Linked DNA regions of Mus musculus: regions 2 and 3 are each linked to region 1. A link is a contact called in public HiChIP or PLAC-seq and Micro-C data. All regions are on one chromosome and are shown on one strand. The core of a region is the stretch at or near the end of the contact, and the rest is flanking DNA. Distances in the headings are between cores, read along the strand shown.

The links. Hi-C and Micro-C count contacts between places; a contact is called where the count stands out from the background. HiChIP or PLAC-seq counts read pairs in DNA pulled down with a chosen protein or histone mark.
Region 2: a Micro-C map of embryonic stem cells shows a contact between it and region 1, with 2.7 times the contacts expected there. The contact joins two enhancer-like sites. A contact is called at or near these places in 2 of 39 promoter capture datasets (embryonic stem cells and liver), 20 of 484 Hi-C or Micro-C datasets (the AtT-20 cell line, LSK cells, Sertoli cells and 9 more), 3 of 115 datasets of contacts at active chromatin or transcription factors (embryonic stem cells and stem cell-derived neural progenitor cells) and 2 of 9 other capture datasets (adipose tissue and pancreatic islet).
Region 3: an H3K27ac HiChIP or PLAC-seq map of embryonic stem cells shows a contact between it and region 1, with 18 read pairs. The contact joins two enhancer-like sites. A contact is called at or near these places in 1 of 15 datasets of contacts at CTCF or cohesin (large pre-B cells), 17 of 484 Hi-C or Micro-C datasets (B cells, the C10 cell line, bone marrow-derived macrophages and 9 more), 8 of 115 datasets of contacts at active chromatin or transcription factors (cardiomyocytes, embryonic stem cells, extraembryonic endoderm stem cells and 4 more) and 3 of 9 other capture datasets (adipose tissue, liver and pancreatic islet).

Annotation. Positions count from the first base shown.
Region 1 is chr12:117,580,856-117,584,531 of GRCm38.p6, reverse strand. It overlaps Rapgef5 (Rap guanine nucleotide exchange factor (GEF) 5), which reads right to left. Exons shown (of 26, transcript NM_001373989.1): 4 at 2,717-2,838; 5 at 321-489. Among named protein-coding and RNA genes, the nearest start is that of Rapgef5, 49 kb to the right of the region's middle. Within about 2 kb of position 1,736, at least 6 of the 459 cell types and tissues checked have an H3K27ac peak or open chromatin away from gene starts, as enhancers often do. A contact at or near this core is called in embryonic stem cells, where this site is marked.
Region 2 is chr12:117,384,224-117,387,899 of GRCm38.p6, reverse strand. No RefSeq gene overlaps it. Among named protein-coding and RNA genes, the nearest start is that of Gm5441, 49 kb to the right of the region's middle. Within about 2 kb of position 1,984, at least 16 of the 459 cell types and tissues checked have an H3K27ac peak or open chromatin away from gene starts, as enhancers often do. A contact at or near this core is called in embryonic stem cells, where this site is marked.
Region 3 is chr12:117,445,554-117,449,229 of GRCm38.p6, reverse strand. No RefSeq gene overlaps it. Among named protein-coding and RNA genes, the nearest start is that of Gm31482, 19 kb to the left of the region's middle. Within about 2 kb of position 1,714, at least 123 of the 459 cell types and tissues checked have an H3K27ac peak or open chromatin away from gene starts, as enhancers often do. A contact at or near this core is called in embryonic stem cells, where this site is marked.

The DNA of each region.
Region 1 (3,676 bases), core at 487-2,986:
TGAGTTATTATTTCATTCCAACTTCGGCCCCGTCATATGTTTAGACCTAATTTAGATCATCTACTCATTTAGCAGTGAATTAGAAGCATCGTGGTGCAGCTGGTAGAACAGGCATGCCTGGGATCAGAATAGCAATGGAGCCATGTAGGAGCCAGAAGGCATCTTCTGCAGTGTGTCTTACCTCCCTGAACTTGGAAAGAGTGTTCCTACCACTCAAACAAGTGGGGATCTGCAGGCAGGCACAGAGCACAGTCCCAGGACAAAGGAGATCTCCTCTAAGAAAGAGCAGCTTACAGGGGTACCTAACAGCACCTACTCACAGGTCACAGATGCCAGCTCTTGCAGGAATGAGATGCACAAGCTCCAGCAATAGCTTCACTCCCTTCTGCCATTCTTCCTCTCTTTCAAATTCGCAGTACAAGTAGCTGCACTCATCCGAAGAAAACTGGTAGAAAACATAATTATCTTGAAAGTATAGATGTTGGTCCACTGTTCGAAGCAAACAAACAAACAAACAAACAAACAAAAAAAAGTTGTGGTTTAGAGTCATAAATCAGATAATAAACCGAAAAGTCCAATAATTAAGGAGAATCCATAGACAAGGCTGTACTCAGACATCTGAGCTTCATTCATGCTTACACGCCCAATCAAAATGAAAGGATGCACTGGCTGGTCAATTTCACTGCTTGAACTTTGATATATTCACATATATGCTATGTTTTCTGCTTCACAGACAGGTGATGACCAAATCAATATCGCTTCAAAGAGAGCGGCAGGCAAAGCCGCATAAACACAGCACGATAGCAAGTTTCAGTTAGCAAGATCAGTGGCTATCAACTGGGGATGATTGTGGTCCTGCTTCAGGGGACCATTGGTGATGTCTAGAGGCATTTTTTGGTAGTCACAATAAAAGGGTGTGCTACCGGCATCGAAAAAGGGAAAAGAAACAGATGCTGGCAAAAATCCTGTATGTACAGGACAGTCCCCCCACAGCAAAGAGTTGTCTAGCTCAAAACGTCCATACTGTCATCGTTGGGAAATCCTGTCTTAAAGGAATCAAACATTAGAGATGCTTCCAAAAGGCATTTACACGAAATGTGTGGCTAACTAGAAACCCAATGCTAGCCAATGAGCCAATAAAAGCTCCCCTCCCCAAAAACAGTTAACTGACTTTCTAAATAAGGTGCAAGGTATTAGTGACTAAGATGACTACAACCATGTCCCCTCTGTATTGTTCTGTAGAGGGAGTTTCCCTAATTATTGCTTGGTTAAATAAAGATGTCAGAAGCTAATCGCTAGGTTTAAAAGAGAAGGCGGGATTTCCAGGCAGGACAGGAAGAGAGCACAGGGAGGACTGGGGGTGGGGGTGGGGGGTGGGGGTGGGGGTGTTGGACGAGGGGGCAGGAGGAGGAGAAGCTGCAGACAAGCAGGTCTCTCCGCACTGATAGTTTGTAGCAACTGCGGAGGCCAAGGTGGATGGGGCAGGATATTCTTCACCTAGCCTTTGAGTTATCTGGTCAGTTTTAAAATATAAAGGTCTCTAGTGTTTTCCTTCCACCCGGCTAAAGGGAGCTAGGGAGCTGGGTGAGGCAGCCATTGCTGCACCAGGCAAGCAGCAAGCGGAAACCTGGAGAGCTAGCTTGGGAGCTGGGTAAGCCACAGAGCCAGCCACAGGGGTGGATGGTCTGTGGAACGTGAGCGGTAGCTCCAGGAATTCTCAGAGGGGGAATGGGCAGGATGGAAGTGGAGCCAGATACGGTGTGATCTCGGAGCTAAGTCGTGCAGGGCTGCAGCCTGCAAGGAGTGCTGGGCAAGGAGACCAGGTAAAGAGAAGCGTGCTTTCTAGAATTGCACACAATATTGTTCTTTCACAATGATACCAGGAATTGACCTCAATATTTATCCTCTATAGAATATCCTGCCCCATCCACCTTGGCCTCCGCAGTTGCTACAAACTATCAGTGGGAAGAAACCTACTTGTTTGCAGCTTCTCCTCCACCTGCCGCCTCGTCCAACCTCTGTACACCCTGTGCTCTCTTCCTGTCCTGCCTGGAAATCCCGCCTTCTCTTTTAAACCCAGGATTAGCTGCTGACATCTTTATTTAGCCAAGCAACAATTTGGAAACAATTAGGCAAATTCCCCCTACAGTATCAACTAGCATCTGAGAAATCGAGATTAAATAAAAAACAAAGATAGTTTGGTTTCTGCTCCTTCAATTCTCCTAGTTCAACTAAGAAGAGAGAGATCGCCATCTATCTGACCTTCTACTTAAACATCACTTTCTGGCCTGTTTGAACAGCTACTTTCACAGCTCACATATCTACATGTTCATGGTTATTTAATTAAAATGGCAAACACATACGGTTCATAAGTCAGTTTCTGATGATTGCATACATCATAATAAGCCATTCATTTGAAGCAACAAAAGATCTCATTGGCAAAAATATGAGCAGAGTAGACAGGGAGAAAGGAAGAGACTTTTACATGTATAAGCCTGCAATCAACAGGTACCTAATCATTTCCACAGAGGGTGTGGGGAAAGTAAACGAATCAAAAAATGATCTGCCATTTTTACTTAGAAAATAATTGTGTAAAAAAATCTGCCTTCAAAAACAATTTCCATCCAGATTATGACATTCTCCGGAAGGTCAAGTACGGTCTGGTCTAGCAGTTTAACAACACAGTGACTGCGTCCTCAAAGTAAGGAACACTCACCGGATGACATAATCCCCATATCCAGTAGGAGCTGCCAGACTCCAATGGCCATAGATCTACACTGGACAAAAGGACAGTGTTCCAGGAGCCAGTCGACCAGCTCTGACCCCACACAGCTTCTCCTGGAACAAAGCAAAGCCACAAGCAATGAGAAATTTCAAAAACGAAACATTGATGTTAGATGCCATTCCTTTCATGAGCGCTCTGTCTCTGAAGTAAGCAAGCCAAGAAAAAAATGGCATTGCCTCTCCTCTACCTTCAGGTTAATGCTAAGATAATGATAAGCATCCAGATATATAGTCCTTTTAAATGAGAACACAGGTGGCAATTAGACCAAACAGTCAATATGAAGTTCTAATTCTATAGGACACCTTTCATGTTAAGGATCACAGTGTTAATTAATTTCTCAGTGCTTCTTTCAATTAGGCAGCATCTTTGGGTTTTGAAAGCACTTTAGCCCATGGATTAAATACTGTCATTTTTTTTTCACATTCTCAAAACACTGAGGCTCCACAGCCTTTTCTGTGTGTCTGATATCACCTGGAACACGGAAGTGTGCAGACATTTGCTCAACAAACCAAACCTCCACATTGCATGAGGTAGCACAGGTGGTCATGAGGAAGTCTCCTAGTCTGAGCCTTTCAACAGCACTATGCTCAGTGGTTTCAGGGAAAAACAAGGGTGCTGTCAGGTGTAGATATTGATATGTCAAAGCTATCTGGAAACTTAGACGCTCACCCCTATCAAATCCTTTAGGTGTTGCTGGTGACCACAAAGACCAAATTCCTCTAACTTTCCTTTCTCATTAGGAAGGGTTCATTCTGTTTGGAACACTGGCTTAGAACAAATATGCTAAAGTGTAGAATTGCTATAACAACCTTAACAGAAAACTGGGTACCATTCCCCAACATAATATTGATTTCATTGTATCTGGTCCCTTTCCGCCCCTCCCTAAACATC
Region 2 (3,676 bases), core at 735-3,234, 200 kb after region 1:
CAGGCCATCTCCTCTTTGCAGTTTTCTCTGTGTAGAGAGTTGAACAGGGTGCAGTGGCCTTCCAGTGCCTCACTCCATCTTCTGCCCCAAAGTTGTAAGTATAGTTCCACCTCCATATCCAGGCTAAAAACCACTTTGAACTAACTGCCTTGTGATTCACAGCATAGTGGGCTAGGTCACACACTGTGGAACTCCCCCAAACACCTTCAAACTACAAGCATGGGATTCCTTTTGTTTGCCTGGAACTGAAGGGTCCATGACTCCCTTCAGGACTCCTGTCATGCCCGTCAGCGGTGGCTGTCTCTAACTCAGCTCCTAGCTATATCCACATACAGAACATTAGGAAGTACCATGATAGCCTAGGCAAAGAACTGAAGACCAGAATGTAGGTATCTCCTGGGAAGCCTTGTAGCCCTGAGTTGTTACCGGTATATAGTGTTGTGTCCATGAGGTCACGACCTTATGAAATTAAGGGCAGACGCTCTGGCCTCCTTCACCAGCAGATGGCTGATAGAGACTAGCTGTTAAGGTTAGGGCAGAAGGTGCTATGCCCAACAAATGTGCTATCTGGCAAGTTTTAAAATAATAAAGCTGTCTAGTGATTTCCATCTGCAGAGCAAAGGTGGGCAGAGAAAGAGAAAAACCAGGGCAGTTGATGGCAGCTTGGCAAAACTAAGCCTGGATAGGCTGAGAGTGCGATCGCAGCTCCCGGCAAAGGCGGAAGCTGGCCATTCTTGGAGCTAAGTCGGTAGCGCGGTCTGTGGTCTGGGCAAAGGCAGAGGCATGTTTTAAAATGACATGCAACACGAATGTGCTAGCAGATGTCCCGGTCTAACCAGATTAAACTAAGGGAGCTGGTGATGGAATGTTTTCCTTTAAGTCCTGATGCTTCTTTTTCTCTTCCTCAGAAAAAGTTAAGAAGCATTTTCAGAGCCCTGGCAAGCATGTAGCCACTCCCCAGCTTGGAGCCAGTTGCCCAGGTTTTATCTCAGCTCAAAACTCAACACCTTTGCTGTCCTGGGTTATGCTAGAGCCTTGCCCTGAGAATGTCCCCTTGTCATAAGGCACACTGTTGATCCTTGTCCACAGAGGATTTTGGAGGGCTAGCCCTAGAAGAAGGGGCTTCTGAATCCCCCACAATGTTCCTTATCTGCCTCTCTTCCCAGAGCTCCCGGCTCTGGTCCAGCCACTTTCCCACATCAGTTGAAAATAACATAAGGACATAGCTCAGTTAATACAAAGGCATCCCATCACTGTATAACTGGGTGAGACCACCACACTTGTAACCTCTGCGCTGGGGAGGTAAAGGTTGGAGGATCAGAAGTTCAAGGCTGTCCTTGGTTATGGAGTCTAGCCTGGTATACACAAGACCTTATTCTGTACTTTTAATTTTTAAATGTTGCTATTGTTGTTTGAAATAAGACCTCTCTATGTAGCCCTGGCTGTCCTGTAACTTGCTATGTAGTCTAGGCTGACCTAGAATTCATGGAGATCCACCTGTGACTGCCTTCCGAGTACTGGGATTAAAGGTGTGCACTACCACACATGTCTGAAATTCTATTTTTTTTTAAAAAATAAAGCCATATATTATGCTAGATGTGGTGGTGTATACCTGTTACTTTCAGGATCTGGGACCTAAAGATCAGGGGTTCATGGCTAGCCTTGGCTAAACAGTAAATTTAACACTAGCCTGGGGCTATGTGAAACTGTGTCTCAAAAACCAACCAACCAACCAACCAACTCCATAGGAGAAATGGTTCAGTGGTTAAGAGCACTTGCTGCTCCTGCAGAGAGTTTAAGTTCAGCACCCAGCAACCTTATGGTGGGTGGTTCATAACCATCTGTAAGTCCAGTCCCAGGGGGATCCATTGTCTTTTGACCTCTGTAAAACACTATAAATAACAACACAACATAGATTTATTTACAGCTTTGTCAAAAATTAGAGAGCTATTTTCAGTTGGCCTCCTCCTTCCTCAAAATAGTGTTGCAATCTGTGAAAGGGTGGAACCAAAGCCAGAAAACACATCTACGTAGATTCAGCTAAGCTAGCAGATAAGTCATAAAATTCACAAATTTTGGGTTCTTGTTCCAGTTTTCTAGTGCCATGGAAAAGGGTCCTAGAGAGGTTTCTCTGTCATTGGTAAGGTATTTCTTGTATGGAATTGGAACTGAAAAGGACAATTAAAAAAAAAAATCCAATTTCTAGAGTGGTTATTACCCCACCATTTTTCTTGAGCATTACTTAATGTGAGGTTTGGCATGTTGTTTCATCTAGTTGACCATCCACTGCTAATTTTGTGTAGATTCTGTAAAGCCATGGAAAGCACATGAGAACGGAGAAAGACATGAAAAACTGTTATCCAATGCAAGGGGAGCTGATATCAAAACCTGTCCTGTGCCGCCATCTAGTGGCAGGATGCTGTGCTGGCAATGACGGTAAGACCCCTCTTTCTGAGTTGGGAAGGTGTATAGGTCACTTGCTTGCCTAGTATGTTGTTAGGCTGTTGGTCACTATGACAGAACATCTTAAAAATGGAGAGGATTTATTTTTGTCGGTGATTTCAGAGGTTTCATCCCCCAACTTCTGGCTCTCACACACATATCTATAAATGTACCTTCTGCCGTGACTTAGCTTTCATGTGTTTACCAACAGTACAGTCAAGAACCTCTTTCAAAAAGGTTTATTAATGTATCTTGTATTAAGCTCTTTAATTCTAGATTTTTTTGAAATGTGGATGAAAGGAACAATATTGTCCTTTATTGACTGTTGTGTTCGGCCAGCAGACCACAACCTGGGTTCTAGCCTGGAAAGGCATTTTGGAAACCTGGAAGAGAAGAGGGGCTAGGTGGCGAGAGAAAAGAATGTAGCCAAGACAGTTACTCTGATCAAGGCTCAAATTTTATTGTTGCGACACTAGTTATGAAGGAAGGGGGAGGGGACCCGATTCCCGCCGAATAATCTCTGGTCCAGTAGAAAGGTGCACGTGTGTGGCTCCTCAGGTTCCAGCAGTGGGCGTGGCAGAACGAATGAGCAGGAAGCTCCACCCCGAGCAAGCAGGTTTCAGGCTGGGGGAGGGGAGACTACATCTCCTCCCTATTATTAACAAAATAATAAAAAAAAAAAGAAAAGGCTGGCCTGAGGGGGAAAAATTATCTATGCTCAAATAGTTCTGCCTGGAATCTAGGGCTAAAGAAAAAACTTGCTTCACTGGGATTCTTTAACCTTTCTTATGGTAAACTGTATCTGGCTTAAGACTGTCCTTTCTAGTAAACAACTAACTGAAAGGCCTGGAGCTGCAGACTCTGACTTTATAATGCTAATTAGTACTTGGTAGGTAACTTTCTAGTTGAATTTTAAGTAGGGCGTTGGAACTCTGGCTAAGTTTGACTGAACGATGTGAAAATAGCACTAAGTTGATATTCCTCCGCATTTTTGGAAGATAGGTGGGAAACAGGGAGAAGGCGTTCGACCGGCTCTTTTATTTGGGTGGGAGGCAGTGAAGGGCTTGCCCTTTCAATAGTACGTCTCCAATCTCTCTCCCCCCTATTAATTAAGTTAAATAAGGCAACGCTTAACTGAGGTGATCAAATGATTTTCTCATCCGTAGATGAGTGGGCTTTTAACCTTGGCTTGGGTGGACATGGACCCGATTCCTCCCGTGGGTAAAACCCACAC
Region 3 (3,676 bases), core at 465-2,964, 140 kb after region 1:
CTCCCCGGAGTCTTACAGGGGTCCAAGAGAAGCAAATCAATAATAATATACAGGTATTGTGGGAAGGGGCTGGGAGGTAGCCAGATTGGTAGACATTTAAGGCACATCATTTGACTGCTCAGATAATACGGTAAATAAAATTTATTTATTTTAAATAAATCTTGTTTCCCCTGGGACGTTACTGGGGATTAGCATGAGGTGAATAAATACAGCCCCCAGATTAATTCACCATTTACATTTATAATAAGAATAATTTATTTACATTCAAGCTTTCCCAGTATCTTTGGTACTTGTGGCTCCTCCCAACACTTCTCACCCCACTTCCTACCCTAAACCTCTCCCTCCCAGGGCCTGGGCTTCTGTTTCCCTTGCCCCAGCCTGATACCTACATAACTCAACTATTTTGGCCTGGGCCGGGCCACCTCTTACTGAGGTCCAGGTCCACTCTCTTTCTCTCCCTTTCTGCCTTTCTTCTCGTCGTCTGGTTTGGTCCCTTGGCCGTGTTCAGCCTGGACTCTTCTTCCCTCTGCCTGCTTTCTCCCTTTTATCTACAATAAATATCCCCATACTTTAGGAGTAGTCACATCCTCCTTTTACTCGTGATTTCATTCACCTATCTCATTCTCCGCACTGTGAGTCATGGCTGGGCAGGGCCCAGTGAAAACTGGCAATTAATGTCTTTGCTGATCTGGTTCTACCGTTACCCTACCTGTGTGCCCTTATTGTGCCTACTTTGGCACGGGGAGAAAAGGAGAGGGGGGGGGGTAAAATGAAATATGCAATCTCTTCTATTTTTAGGGAGGTGTCTTTGGGAATCACACCCACCCATCCTGAGGAAGCCCACAGACAAAATGTCCCATCAGCCTGGAGGCTGCCTTAGCAGACCGTGGCAACAGGAGACACAAGGACCCCAGGCAGAACAATAGGGTGGATTGTGCCTCTCACGGGAATTTTACTTCTGACTCTGAATAACAAGTTTTGATCTCAGGCTTGCTGCCAGCTAGCAAGCGAAACCCTTCCAAACGTAGGTTTCCCCCTGGAGACTTAAGAGTTTCACCTAGGAACTTGGTGTGGATGAGCTATGCTATGCACACAGTACGGCCATGTAAAAACGGTCAGGAAACTCACGGTCCTGAGCTATTAGACGAGAGCTGGGACATGACGACAGCTCCCACTAAGCCAGCAATTGTACAGCCTGCCCTGTAAGGTGTGCGTTTCCTGCGGGTTGGATGGGATCACGGTACAAGGGAGCCACAATGACGACTGTACTGGTCGAGCTTGAGACCCATGATCCAAAGCAGAGAGGAGAAAGGGGCCCTTGTTTCTGCTGCACAGGTTCATCTCAGACGCCTGGATGGTGGGGCTAACTAGTTTGAGAATATCTGGTCAGGGCTGAAGGAGTTTCTAAATCTTTCCATATTGTTTTCAAGTGCAGCAGCACAGGTTCTCTTGGGAAAACAGCAGAGTTGAGCCATACAAGGACAAAGACTCTTGTCTGCAAGATCGCATCGAACCCCATTGTGCTTTCAGGTCAGGCCACTGATATCTGAACTCTTCAAGCTGTGTCAACCCCTCTCTCATCTCGTCTCCTGGTGCCGTGTGAGGTGCTTGAAGGAGCCAGCGGCAAAGGAAACTATAAATGCCCTTCCTTGTCCCCTCCAGCTGGCGTCCCTCAGAGTCCGCTGCTCAGGCGCAAAGAGGGAAGCACCTGCATCTTTCTGGGCACCTCCCAGCATGAGGCTGGCTTCCGGCCCTCAGCCTTTGAACGTTGCTTTGTGTGACCTCTCCACCTCTGTGGAAGCTGAAGTGCTCCAGCCTCCCTGCTGCAAGTGCAGGGCACCAGTTTCAGCCTGTAGCTCCCCCCCCCCCCCCAACTCCCGATTCCTAGGGCCAAGGAACCAAAGCAGCAGAGGGTAAAAGAGGGAGGGGTACAGAGGAAGGGGCGTGGCTTTCGGGAAATGGCGTCACTCTCCTGATTTCACTCTGTTGGGGTGGAATGAAACAACCACTCATCATCAGTGAAGCTTCTTTCCCCTTGATGAACTGGAAAAGCTATAACTGGAGGACTTTTCAAAAACCAATCAATGAATAAATAGTTCCATTTCCCCCGCTTGGTTTTTATTTATGAAGTGTGGGCTGAGAGATCCCTTGTGGACATTTTAAACACAGAGGCAGGTCACAACAGCAGCTAATGGTCAGTTGTAAATGGTTCTGCAGTATGGCTGTCACTCAGAATGAGGCATCATTTAAAAAATGAGGCTGTATGTGAGATAAAGAATAATTTAAAGGCCCATTGGATGACAGTATTCACACTTCGTTGAGCAGAACAGCCAGGTAGTTATTTAAAAGACTCTCGCCAGGTTGGGAGTCTTACATCTCTAATCCTAGCACTCTAGAAGCTAAGAAAGGAGGGTCTATGAGAGAGTTCAGGAGCAACCTGGGTTACATAAGTGATTTCTCAGCCAGCCTGAGCTACAGAGTGGGACTGTTAACAAACCAAACTAACACCCCACATAGACCCAGAAGGCTGGTTCCTGGCCCCTGAGATTTGATTCTATTGCTAGAGGCCAGGAACAAAAATTAGCCCTTGAGTCTGTAATTCCAACCTAGATCTAACTGATCCTGACTGTGCTTTGGAAAGAGGCATCAGCGAGGACATAATGTGAGATATTCAGCCAGAAGCAAACGGAGTGGTGGCTCAGCAACTGTTTCCTGCCCCCAGGACAGTAGTTTGGTTCCCAACATAGGCATTGGCTGGCCTCACAACCACAGACAACTGTACTCACAAGCACATACACCCAAACACACACATGCACATTTTTTAAAAAAAGAAATCTATATGTTGAATTTGAGAACGAGAGCTCAACAATCCATTTTCACAATCCCCCAGATGATCAATCATACCTCACACTGAAGGCAGAGAGGCACTTGTCCCAACTCTCTACAGACACTGATGAGCAGACTGCTCTCGATCATTTTGTGGAAAAGCAACCTCGTGTGCAGAATTCTGCTTTTTCTAACAAGCACATCTTGAGACAGAGTTAGAGCTGTTTGGAACATGCAGGCTTTACTTCAGAGAGAGACTAACTCCAGGGTAGTCCTCAAATTCAACCTCCCCAGTTTCTGTGTCTTTGAAACAGGAATGCTGCCCACTCCATTAGGGTGCTCTGAGGAGTGGAAAAGCTGGAAAGCCTTGAGCCAGTGACTGGTGCTCAGCAGAAACTCAATGTATAATTTTCCTTAAACTAATGGGAATCTGGAATGAAAAAAGATTATCTATGTATGTATCTATGTATGTATCTATAAATCTATAATGTATCTATGTATGTATCTATATATCTATGTATATATATATGTATCTATGTATGCATGTATCTATATATCTATGTATCTATGTACATATGTATGCTTGTATCTATCTATATCTGTCTATGTATGTATCTATATATCTATGTATCTATGTATGTATATATGTATGCATGTATCTATCTATCTACCTACCTATGTATGTATATATGTATGTATGTATGTATGTAATGTGTGTATGTATGTATGTATGTATCTATCTATCTATCTATCTATCTATCTATCTATCTATCTATCTATCTATAGACGGGGTCTCACGAAAACATACTGTGTACCCAAACCAAGCCTTGAACTTGCTGGAGATGTTTTT